Linked DNA regions of Zea mays: region 2 is linked to region 1. Evidence: chromatin contacts called from public Hi-C data. All regions are on one chromosome and are shown on one strand. Each heading gives the region's core, a stretch centred on a gene start, on an enhancer-like site or on the middle of the called end of the contact. The rest is flanking DNA. Distances are from core to core; before and after follow the strand shown. Region 1 holds the start of LOC103634723 (protein STRICTOSIDINE SYNTHASE-LIKE 10). Region 2 holds the start of LOC100277625.

Region 1 (5,511 bases), core at 2,468-4,967:
GGACTCCCTTGATGGAGCCTTCCCGTGGCTTGTAGCAGACTTCTCACCGCCGATCACCATCTTCTTGGCGTGATCTCCCGACATCACTTCGAGCGGTTAAGCTCTAATGAAGCACCGGGCTCCGATACCAATTGAAAGTCGCCTAGAGGGGGGGTGAATAGGGCAAATCTAAAATTTATAAACTTAAGCACAACTACAAGCCGGGTTAGCGTTAGAAATATGAACGAGTCCGAGAGAGGGCGAAAAACAAATCGCAAGCAAATGAAGAGTGAGACACAAGGATTTGTTTTACCGAGGTTCGGTTCTTGCAAACCTACTCCCCGTTGAGATGGTCACAAAGACCGGGTCTCTTTCAACCCTTTCCCTCTCTCAAACGGTCACTTAGACTGAGTGAGCTTCTCTTCTCAATCAAACGGGACACAAAGTGCCCACAAGGACCACCACACAATTGGTGTCTCTTGCCTTGGTTACAATTGAGTTGATCACAAGAAAGAATGAGAAAAAGAAGCAATCCAAGTGCAAGAGCTCAAATGAACACAAGTCACTCTCTCACTAGTCAATATTTGATTTGGAATGAACTAATAAGGACTTGGGAGAGGATTTGATCTCTTTGGTGTGTCTTGTATTGAATGATATAGCTCTTGTAAGGTGTGGAAGTTGGAAAACTTGGATGCAATGAATGGTGGAGTGGTTGGGGTATTTATAGCCCCAACCACCAAAAGTGGCCGTTGGGAGGTTGTCTGTCGCATGGCGCGCCGGACAGTCCGATGCGCCAGCCACGTCAGTCGGCCATTGGGTTCTGACCGTTGGAGCTCTGATTGGTGGGGCCTCTGGGCTGTCCGGTGGTGCACCGGACAGGTCCTGTAGACTGTCCGGTGCCCCTTCTGTGCGTGTTCTGACTCTGGTGCGCACTGTAGCACATTTAATGCAGTTGCAGTCGATCGTTGGCGCGAAGTAGTCGTTGCTCCGCTGGCACACCGGACACTGTCCGGTGCTTCACCGGACAGTCCGGTGAATTATAGCGGAGCGGCCTCCCATTTTCCCGAAGGTAGCGAGTTCAGCGTCAAGTTCCCTGGTGCACCGGACACTATCCGGTGCGCCAGACCAGGGTGCCTTTGGGGTGTCTTTAGCTCTCTTTATTTGAACCCATCTTTGGTCTTTTTATTGGCTTGTTGTGAACCTTTGGCACCTGTAAAACTTATAGACTAGAGCAAACTAGTTAGTCCAATTATTTGTGTTGGGCAATTCAACCACCAAAATCAATTTAGGAAAAGGTGTAAGCCTATTTCCCTTTCACTGACCCCCGAAGGATGAGGATAAAGCATCATCTTCGGCTCTGGTATATGCCCCAAGTAACTCGTCGCTAGTAGCCTCAAAACATTTCAGCCAATCGTCATCTGGCTCGTCAAACCGGTCCCTGAATCTGAAGGTATATTTCAATCGAACTAATCCACCTTCGATGGATCCGGTAGCAGTCTCCTTCGGCATCTCCCAATTATCCACAAGTGGCCACACTCTATAGGCTATGTGCTCTTGGATTATGTCTCTTGTGCCAATGAAAGCACAGACATTGCTGAAAGCCTTTTGACACGCTTCGGCATCACTTTCAATCACCACCCTCGGTCATCGAAGGCCGAAGCGAGACCAGATGGGGCGCTGGGTAATTTCCTTAATGTTCTCTCTCTCAACCAGATTATTCTTAACATAAAACCATTCCTCCATCCAGGCCCCGGTCCACCTTTTCCGAAATGTTGGAATCGGGTAGCTTGCATTGGGACGAGCAATGAATCCATAACAACCAAAGTTGTTGTGATACTGCTCTTTGCCAGTGGCCTTCGACTCATACAATAGTTCATGCATACTGCAAAAACACTTCACGCTCGGTTCCAGCCCCTGTCTTCTTACAGCCCAAACAAACAAGCCCATTCTAATTATAGCTTTGGGAGTAAGTTGATGAACAAAGATCTGAAATATCTTTAGCACTTGAACCAAAAATCTGCTTAATGGGAACCGAAGACCCGCCTTCAAAAGGCTTTTGTAAACAACCACCTCATTTTCTTCAGGAGCAGGGGTGGTGCTGTCTCCTCCAACCCTCACAATAGACATGTCACGAAAGTATCTTCCCTTCATGGCGTCAACATGACTTTGCTTAATAGTCGACTTTCCGAAGATGGTATGGCTTGGTCGCTAGGGCCGGTCCTCAGAATCTTCATCTCCACTTTCCACATCATAGTCATCGCTATCGTCTGAATCCTCAGACAAATCCGCCATTATTTCCTTCGTGATCTTTTCTGTATTTGTCTTTGCCATAGATTCATAAAACCCAGCAAGAAAAGGGTCCACAACCTTCTTCTCCTCATATAGTTTCTCCTCCTCGGATATCTTCTTCTCTTTAGACATCTTCTTCTCTTCAAACATGGAACAAGCACTTGACTTTAAGATGAAGCTCGAAAATCAAGCAAGAGCTAACAGTAAGAGAATTAAGATTTGAGAAAACAGCGCAAGCAACAGAAATGGCGTAGCAAATGTCGCTGCTGCGGGCATCTATTTATACGCCTAGTGCATTGCAACTTGGTGGGTCCCATTTGTCATTGACTTTCGCTATTCTAGCGAAAGGAAGGTGTTTTCTCGGACTTTCGGCTTAAGGCATTCGTTCACGTCGCAGTCTGAATTCGTTGTTACAAGAACAAATTAATACTGCGAGGGGCTACTGTTGGGGGCCTTCGTCTTCCAAAGGTCCTCAAAAACACGACTAACATGCTTTCCAAGTATAATATATTGTCACAGGAACCTTCGGCCTTTAGATGAAGGTGTGCACGGTATGAAAGGCGCGGTCTGGGAGAAGGATGAACCAGTTCCGAAGTTACGAATGAAGAAGCTTCGGCTTAGCGCAAGGGCAGCGATGGAGAATGGAACCGACCTAAAGAAAAATATTCTGCCCAGTCCTCGACAAATTACTCCTTAGTTAGCAGTAAGTGTCAAGGACATGGATGTAATTTTACCCAGGTTGCGTCTTATGCCTATAAATAGATGAACAGTAACACCGTACTGTTCACGCTGACTTGTAATCGCTCGCACGTCACTCTTTGACTTTTACCTTCTGTCGAGCCGAAGGTATGCCCTTCATAACCTTCGTCTGAAGATCATTATATTCTAAATGAGATAATGCTTCGAATGACGAAGGTCTTTAACCAGTAACATTTGTGTTGTCTTGTTCTTAATTCATAGCATTTGAGAACAAATACTCAACAGTCGGTAAACTCACGTTCTTATGGTAAGTTCGTCGGCTTATTACATTAAGTTCGACGGTTTGTCACCGCGTTCTTTAACTAGTTTCTTGTAGTGCACTGTTTAGGTACTAAAATTCGTGTTCCACTGTTTCGGGAAACAACCTCACAACCGAGTCCTAGTTGCTTCTTAAATACACAAATTAATACTGTATTGTATAGATATATAGGTTCCATGAATAACTGCTTTGGCTGTTTAGGTGCTGCTCACACGGTTATAAAAAAAAGGAGCGAAACTAGCAAAATTCCGAAAACAAAACAGAAAAATGCCACGTCGAGGTGGGCCCGGGCAACACATAACACCGACGTACGGTACGACCACGCAAGTCCGCGTCGCGTCCAACTCCAACGGGTCCGGCACCGCACCCACCCAGGCCTATAAAAAGGCACCGCCACGCCACGCCGTCTCATCAAACCAAAGTCGAAAGTTTTGTTCAGCTCCATCGCAACGTAATCGAGATGGGGCGCATGGCGTCGCTTCTACTCGCCGTCGCCCTCGCGCTGTTGCTCCCGACGTCGTTCTGCGCCGCCGAGCCAATCAAGACCACGCCCACGCTCTGGAGCTTTCACCTACCGCTTCCCGACGGCGTTATCGGCGCTGAGAGCCTCGCCTTCGACCGCCGCGGCCAGGGCCCCTACGCCGGCGTCTCCGATGGCCGCGTCCTCAAGTGGGGCGGCAGCGCCCTCGGCTGGACCACGTTCGCCCACAGCGCAAACTATCGGAAGATCCCTCTGTGCACAGCGTCCGTGGTGCCGTCGGAGCAGACGGAGAGCATGTGCGGCCGCCCCCTTGGGCTGCAGTTCTTTGCCATGACCGGTGATCTCTACATCGCCGACGCGTACATGGGGCTCATGAAGGTCGGGCCCAACGGCGGCGAGGCACAGGTGCTGGCGACCCAAGCGGGCGACGCGCCGTTCCACTTCGTCAACGGGCTCGACGTCGACCAGGCCACCGGCGACGTGTACTTCACCGACAGCAGCGCCATCTACCCGCGCAGGTTCAACACGGAGATCATGATGAACGCCGACGCGACGGGGCGGCTGCTCAAGTACGACGCGCGGACGAAGCGAGTCACCGTGCTCAAGGCCGACCTGCCGTACCCCAACGGCGTGGCGGTCAGCAACGACAGGACTCATGTGGTGGTGGCGCACACCGTTCCGTGCCAGGCGTTCAGATACTGGCTCAAAGGCCCCAAGGCCGGCCAGTACGAGCTCCTCGCCGACCTGCCTGGCTACCCTGATAACGTGAGGCGCGACGCCAGGGGCGGCTACTGGGTAGCGCTCAACCAGGAGAAGGCGCGCCTCGACGCCACGGCGCCTCCAGCAAAGCATCTAGTTGGTGTCCGGCTCGCCGTAGACGGCGCGGTGGTGGAGGAGCTGACGGCGGCGAAAGGCGTGACACTGAGCGACGTCGCCGAGAAGGACGGCCAGCTCTGGCTCGGATCTATAGAATTGGACTACGTGGGCTTAGTTTAGATTACTATACGCTACTGTATTAGATAGTATTTTATTTGGAAAGAAATACCCTTAGATTACTATACACTGCTGTATTAGATAGTACTTTATTTGGAAAGAAATACCCTGGTATTCAGATTAGACAGGAACGCTTTAGTTAGACTGTATTCCATTACAATAAATACTGTTATTTTTATACTTACCGAAGGCTTGTTCTGTACATGTTTATAATGGTGTTATAGTTCACAAACATGTTTATGAAGATGAAAAACACAAGGAAAAAATAAAAGACACACGAGCAAGCTCTCCAACACCTCAACCAACAAGGAAGATAAAACGATAAAACATGTTTACTTCCAGTCAAACTGCTTTGTGTCAATGGGGCTGCTACCAAATAGTTTGGAACAGTTCCTGAGTGTCATGTTCCAACCAGAATTACTCTGTTGTAAATAGTTTCTAAATGAGCGATGCCAACTTATTATTGGAATAATGCTTATATCGTGTGCTCGAGAAAAACGTTCTAGTAATATTACAGTTTTAAGATTGCCAATGTCTTTCTTTTGGCTAAGTTAACGCTACCTCTGTTCCCCACTGATTAAAAGGTAAGGAAAAAAATAGAGAGATAACATTGACTACCTTGCACTAGAATTGTTCCGAAAATATCTTCAACTTACAAATGCAAACTCAACACATGACGAAAATTTGCTAAAGATGGTTGCGAAAAAATAGAAAGTACAAATAAATCGGAGGATTCTCTTCCAACACCACC
Region 2 (5,675 bases), core at 2,069-4,568, 250 kb before region 1:
AATATTAGAAATACCAAAGTAGGATCATGTCAGTGTATGAGCTAGAAACTACGAAGTAATCACATGGCTAACTATGTACACTTGAGCATACCTTTACGGGCCAGAAAACTAAGTGGAAAGACTAGGCATTGGACTTCAGATAGTGGATTTTATGTTTTAGAGAAATAAGTAAAGATCTTTTGACTTGAGTCAGCAAGTGTCTCATGTTTCACCTGAAATGCTCTCTGGCTGTGCATGTCCTAAAAACTATTAATGATTTTAACTTTTACCTTTCAATTTTTCATTTACTAGTTTGCTGTCCACAGATTATTTTGGTCCAGGTTGTTACTTTTATAGATTCAATAACTGTTATCCAAATATTATGACCTGATGTGTTTTCTGAAAAGGCAATGTGCCAATGTATATTGTTGTTCATTGAATTTTGTGTACACATTTGCCAGAGCTGGGTATGGATCAGAAAGTGAAGCAGACGATGAAGCAGCAATGGTAAGCTTGCCAAGTGACATTGACAAATTAAACCGGGCATCCAGAAAAAGCGCTGTCAGACTCCAGGAGATTGGACCAAGGATGACTATGCGCCTAGTTAAAGTTGAAGCTGGGCTATGTTCAGGAGATGTCTTATACCCATGGCCTGGTGAATTCCATTTAGCGCTCTGAACACCTTAAACTATTCCTAAGTATTGATGCATCTTTTTTTTGACTGATTTCCTTTTTATGATACAGTGGAAAAGGAAGTGGTGGGAAAGAAAGGAACAGAAACTGGGGAAGTAGAAGGGCAAGAAGACGATTCTGAGGCCACAGATGAGTCCGAGGATGAGATGGTGTAGGATTTCAGATGTTTTGGACAGGCAGACGCAGGTGTTTTGACAGTCCTGGATGTTTCATGCTGAAACCAACGGGCCCTGTGCCCAATAACGTGGTGCATTCATGCCAATTTTGTCACTGAAGGTGCATTGCATTCGTTGTAACGAAGTGTAACATTGTTTTGCCGATGGTTACCTCTTTTGTGTTATGACAAGTTTGGAGGATAGTTTTTGGTTCGCAGTCTAAGATTTCTCATTCTTGTCGGGGTTTCAGAGGGATGGACATGGGGCTTTTGGTTCAGCTTTTTTCTGACTAGCTTTTCTGAAAATTTGGCTGTGGGGAGAATCTGGCTGTGGGGAGAATCTGAGTATCATTACGATTACGTGTAGAGGAAGATAAAGTTGTTCATAGGGCTCAGGATCTACAAAGTGACGGATTCCTACTATTACAACGACTCAACCGATTATGTGTTTATGTTGATTTTGAATGGTTTTTGTCCCAACGAATTTTATAGAATTTGGCTGAAAAGCTGAGCGTTTTGCAGTGCGCAGCAACTTTTGGTGGCCAGAAGCTGCCAGAAGCCGAAACAAACATGGCCATGATGTCCTACACAACTACAAAGGCTTTGTTTGGTTACGCTGGTACTGATAGTGGGTTGGCATGATGATCTTCATGTTTTGAGGGTTTGTTTATGGGTGATATTTGTATTTTTTTTTCTGGTGGACCCTGTATTCTGTGTTCTCTAAAGTAGGCAGAGGGGTGCTTTAGGGACTGTTTAGGTTGCTGCATTCACCAAAACCGGCCCTGCTCCACTAAGATAAGCTCCTGAAGTGTCATTTGAGGTGCCCTACAAGGACCTTCATTTTTTAGAACAAAATTATTTTTTACAGCGATTAGGCTTGCTATGTTAGATGTGGTTGAGTGTTAGCCTACTAAAAGATGGCATATCCAACAACTAAGTGTCGCAGAGATACATATGTTGTGTTGGATATGTGAGCACACAAGATGTGAGCACACAAGATTGGATGAGTAAGAAACGATGATATGCATGATTGGTTAGGAGTAGCTATTTAATACCGGTTGAGATGGTTTGGGTATGCCCACTGGAGACCCCAGAGGCACCGGTGTATAGAGACATCATAATACTTGTATAGAGACATCATAATACGGGACGATAATGTAAAGAGAGGTAGAGATCAATCAAACTTGACATGAGAGGAGGCAATCAAAAGGGACTTGAAGGAATAGAATACCTCAATAGAGTTGTGTTTGGATAGAAGTGTTTGGAAAGAAGCTATCCACGTGACTGAACCGTGATGAGGTATTTTTCCTTTTAGTGTTCTCAAAATCTTTTTCCCTCCTCTTTCTCTCACTTTCTCTTTTTGTGACATCTTGTTGGGTTTCAACTCTAGCCTACCCCAACTTGCTTGGAACTAAAAGGCTATGTTGCTGTTGTTGATGAGCGACGAGGCAATAGGGGTGATAATGAATCAGATCCAATGTCCCTTTACAAAAAGTTAAGGCCCTTAAATAATATTAGTTCAAAAATGAATAAAAATAGAGTTCGACTCTAATTCGATTTGATTCTTAAAGTTTGTAGTGTAAAATCTAAAGTCCATTACCACCCCTACCAGGCAAGCTCACATGCTGGAACCCTGAAATTTAGAAGGATCCAAAATCTGAAAAGTTATGCTAATTGTCGGGTGATCTAACAGCTAAGATCATCTCTGTTTGATATACTAAACGATGCTGTTAAGCAGTTGCTTTTTATCCTTTCTTATCCTCATATTTAGCAAGCCGAGAGTGACTCCCCAAAAACTTTCTATGCAAAAAAAGTTTTGTGCCTTCTGTTTTTATTCTCTTTTGTGTTTTATTAATAAACTCTAAGCTATTACGTGGAAAAGAATCTTGTTGTGTGTTAGACTTTTTATTTCTGTAGTTTGGAATATTTCTCTAGAGTGTCCAATCAAGCATTTTAGATCATATTTGGAATTGATGAATCAGAAATTTGTATTTATTGTGTACATAGATTTCAGAACTATGTACGTAGTTTTTTTATGCAGATTTCAGAATCATTCAAGAATAATATCATATTTGACGAAAAAAATATAAAACTTTCTAGAACGTGAGAGGGGTGGGGTGGGGCTACCTGCAAATTTGCTTTATTTTCAAATTTGGAATGCATGTGATTGCATGGTATCCCAAACTTATGATGAGATCTCAAGTGTGAGGGGGTGAGGCTACCTGCACGGCCCCCGCCTCCCACGTTGTCTCACTGTGGGGGTGGGGCTACCTGCACGGCCACACCACCAAGCTGTTTCGGTGTTTCCCGTTTCCTTCCCCCGTCCTTGTGTGTGGTTTACCACCACCATTCAGCGCTACTACGTGACTTTTACTCTCATAATTAAATTAAAGATGCTTTGACACTTTAAATTTTTTAAAAGTACTTGTAATTTGGAATCGAGTGAGTGTTTACTCATATCGGTCGTCCACGCTACCCCACCGCTCTCTCTAAAACTAATATCTTCTTCACTTCCCATCCCATTCATTCATCACTCACCAGTCACCACCACTGCCGCGACCGAGAGAGTCAGAGAGAGCAGGCGGCGGCAATGGCTGGCGCTGGGGACGAGTACTACTACGGCGGGCCGGGCCAGCGCGGCGCGCCCCACGGCCTGCTGCTGGCGGTGGTGGTGGGCCTCGTGGTGGCGGGCCCGCTGTTCCTGGGCGGCGGCGGCGAGGCGCTGACGGAAGCCGTGGCGGAGCTGCTGAGCCCGGTGGGGCTCCTCCTCCTCCCCGTGTGCCTGCTGTTCCTCATCCGCCTCCTCTCGTCCGACCGCGGCGCCGCGGCGCTCGCCGACGCCTTCGCCTTCGGCGGGTCCCCCGACGCCGTCCACCGCGTGGGAGGGTCCCCGGTCGGCGTCGCGTTCTTGCTCCTCCTCATCCTCGCGCTGCTCTACTACCGATCCTCGCTCTTCGGCGGCGACGGCGGCGACGACGAGTAGGATAGGAGAGCTGGCGGTTGCGATCTCTGGCTGTCTGTTGGGTTGGTTTCTGTAATGCGAGGTCTGCGAGGGGCGTCTGTGCAAAAGTGCGTGTGTAAAATCGAGCGGAGGCGGTTAATCTGTTGTTTACTTGGTCGGTTTGTGACGCTGAAGCTTCTGTGCGTGTGTTGCGTCGGGCCATGTGCGTGCGCTGTGCTCTTCCCCAGAACCACGTGTACACGCTGTACTATCACCCCACTGACCCAGAACGCCAATGCGTGCCAGTGAATTCCACGTTTAACTTTTACAATACAAACAAGCAAGGGAAAGGGACCGCTCCTGTAAAGTATCACGAAAAGAAAGCGAGAAAAGTTGTCATGTAAATATATGTTTGTTAGATTTATGGAAGATTTTAATTTTTTAATTTAAATTTTGAAATTATTTTAATATTAATTTTTTTAGGTTTTAGGATATCACAGGCTAATGAGACCAACAAGATAGCTAGTTTTTCTAAACAATGGTTTTGTAATCCTAAGGCGCTCAGGCTACCCAAGTCGCGTTTACTTGGGACAATTCTCCCCAGGCAATTCACCTGAAGGGAACACTTTCCAATGGTCTACGATTATTTGCATACTTTTCATAAACGGGAATAAACGAGAACTTCCAAAGATGTTTTTTCTTTCTTTCTATATAGTGTCTAGCATAAGAACTCAAACTTCAGAACCGGACCAGGATTACCATAAGAAACTCACTTCATTAAAACAAACATAACTACATATGGATTTCCCCATTTGGGAAGCTCCAAACACTTCCAAAAAAAAACCTTAGAGCAGATACAAATCCTACTCTTGGATTGCGCAGATGAAGATGAAGTAACACAAGCAACCACAAATGACTATAGAGCTTAAATACTGTTGTTGATTGCTCGTGATTCTCTTTTCTTCATTTCTTGAGTCCTTTTATACGCGATCGAAGAGTGCTTGTCTCTTAACTTAATTGTTCTATAGGCACTGAGAATATTTACTGCTGAAAGACAAGGTATAAGTATAACAGTTTTGTCTATAACCACGTTTTGGTGTAAACCCTATGTAAACCTATTAAAAAAATTTCAAAAAAATCTGAGAAAATATGAATGTACATCTAAGCTTACCTTATTTATATACAAAATTGCATGATCAAATTAATCTTACTATACCAGTGTAGTTGAGCTTCCCATACATCAGAGGACATAGCGAGGACAAAAGATGATAGCAATTCTGACAAGTGTAGTTGGCACGGGGTCTTAAACCTTAGACCCTATTCTAAACCTCTAAAACTAATAGTTAGTAACTAAAATTAGCTGAAAAAACGGGTCAACTAATAAAACCAGCTAATTATTAGTTATGTCTCTTACATAGCTATTAGTTGTTAACTGCTCTAACTTAGTTAATAACTTATTAACTGATTAATAATTATATCTAGAGGTTTAGAACAACCCTTAAGCTATCTAACTAACTAAATATTGGTATGGTTGCTTGTCATATTTGCAAAATTGTGCCTATGGTATATACGTGTTTGAAGCTCTCGTAGGCTCATGACCTTCTTGCCTCCATGGTTATTCTAAAAGCATTTTCTAAAAGGCAAGGCTCCTCAGTAAAAAAGAAAACTGCCATTTAGGAGATTTAAGGTGTGTTTAGTAGTGATCTAGATTTTCTAAAAAAATAGGTTTATGTTGTCTCCAGAAATATTTCTCTGTTGAATCAAAAACACTTTATAAAAATCCTTTAGCTAATTTATTGGATTCTTTAAAAATATTAGAACTAGAACTAGGATAGAGAGAACCTAGTAGGTTTTGGACGTTTTTCTATATTATTAATAAAAAAACTAGAATCGGTTTTAAGTGATTTT

What was found. Hi-C and Micro-C count contacts between places; a contact is called where the count stands out from the background.
Region 2: a contact with region 1 is called in a Hi-C map of bundle sheath, with 2.4 times the contacts expected there. The contact joins the promoter of LOC100277625 here to the promoter of LOC103634723 in region 1. A contact is called at or near these places in 5 of 25 Hi-C or Micro-C datasets (bundle sheath, ear, leaf and 1 more).

Annotation. Positions count from the first base shown.
Region 1 is chr1:57,928,136-57,933,646 of Zm-B73-REFERENCE-NAM-5.0, forward strand. It overlaps LOC103634723 (protein STRICTOSIDINE SYNTHASE-LIKE 10), which reads left to right and starts at 3,718. Exons shown (of 1, transcript XM_008657311.2): 1 at 3,718-4,883. The coding sequence starts at 3,747. The coding sequence ends at 4,763.
Region 2 is chr1:57,676,939-57,682,613 of Zm-B73-REFERENCE-NAM-5.0, forward strand. It overlaps LOC100277625, which reads left to right and starts at 3,319. Exons shown (of 1, transcript NM_001151137.3): 1 at 3,319-3,938. The coding sequence starts at 3,417. The coding sequence ends at 3,809. LOC100274446 (Suppressor of SWI4 1) reads left to right here. Exons shown (of 7, transcript NM_001148805.1): 6 at 441-634; 7 at 724-1,051. The coding sequence ends at 827.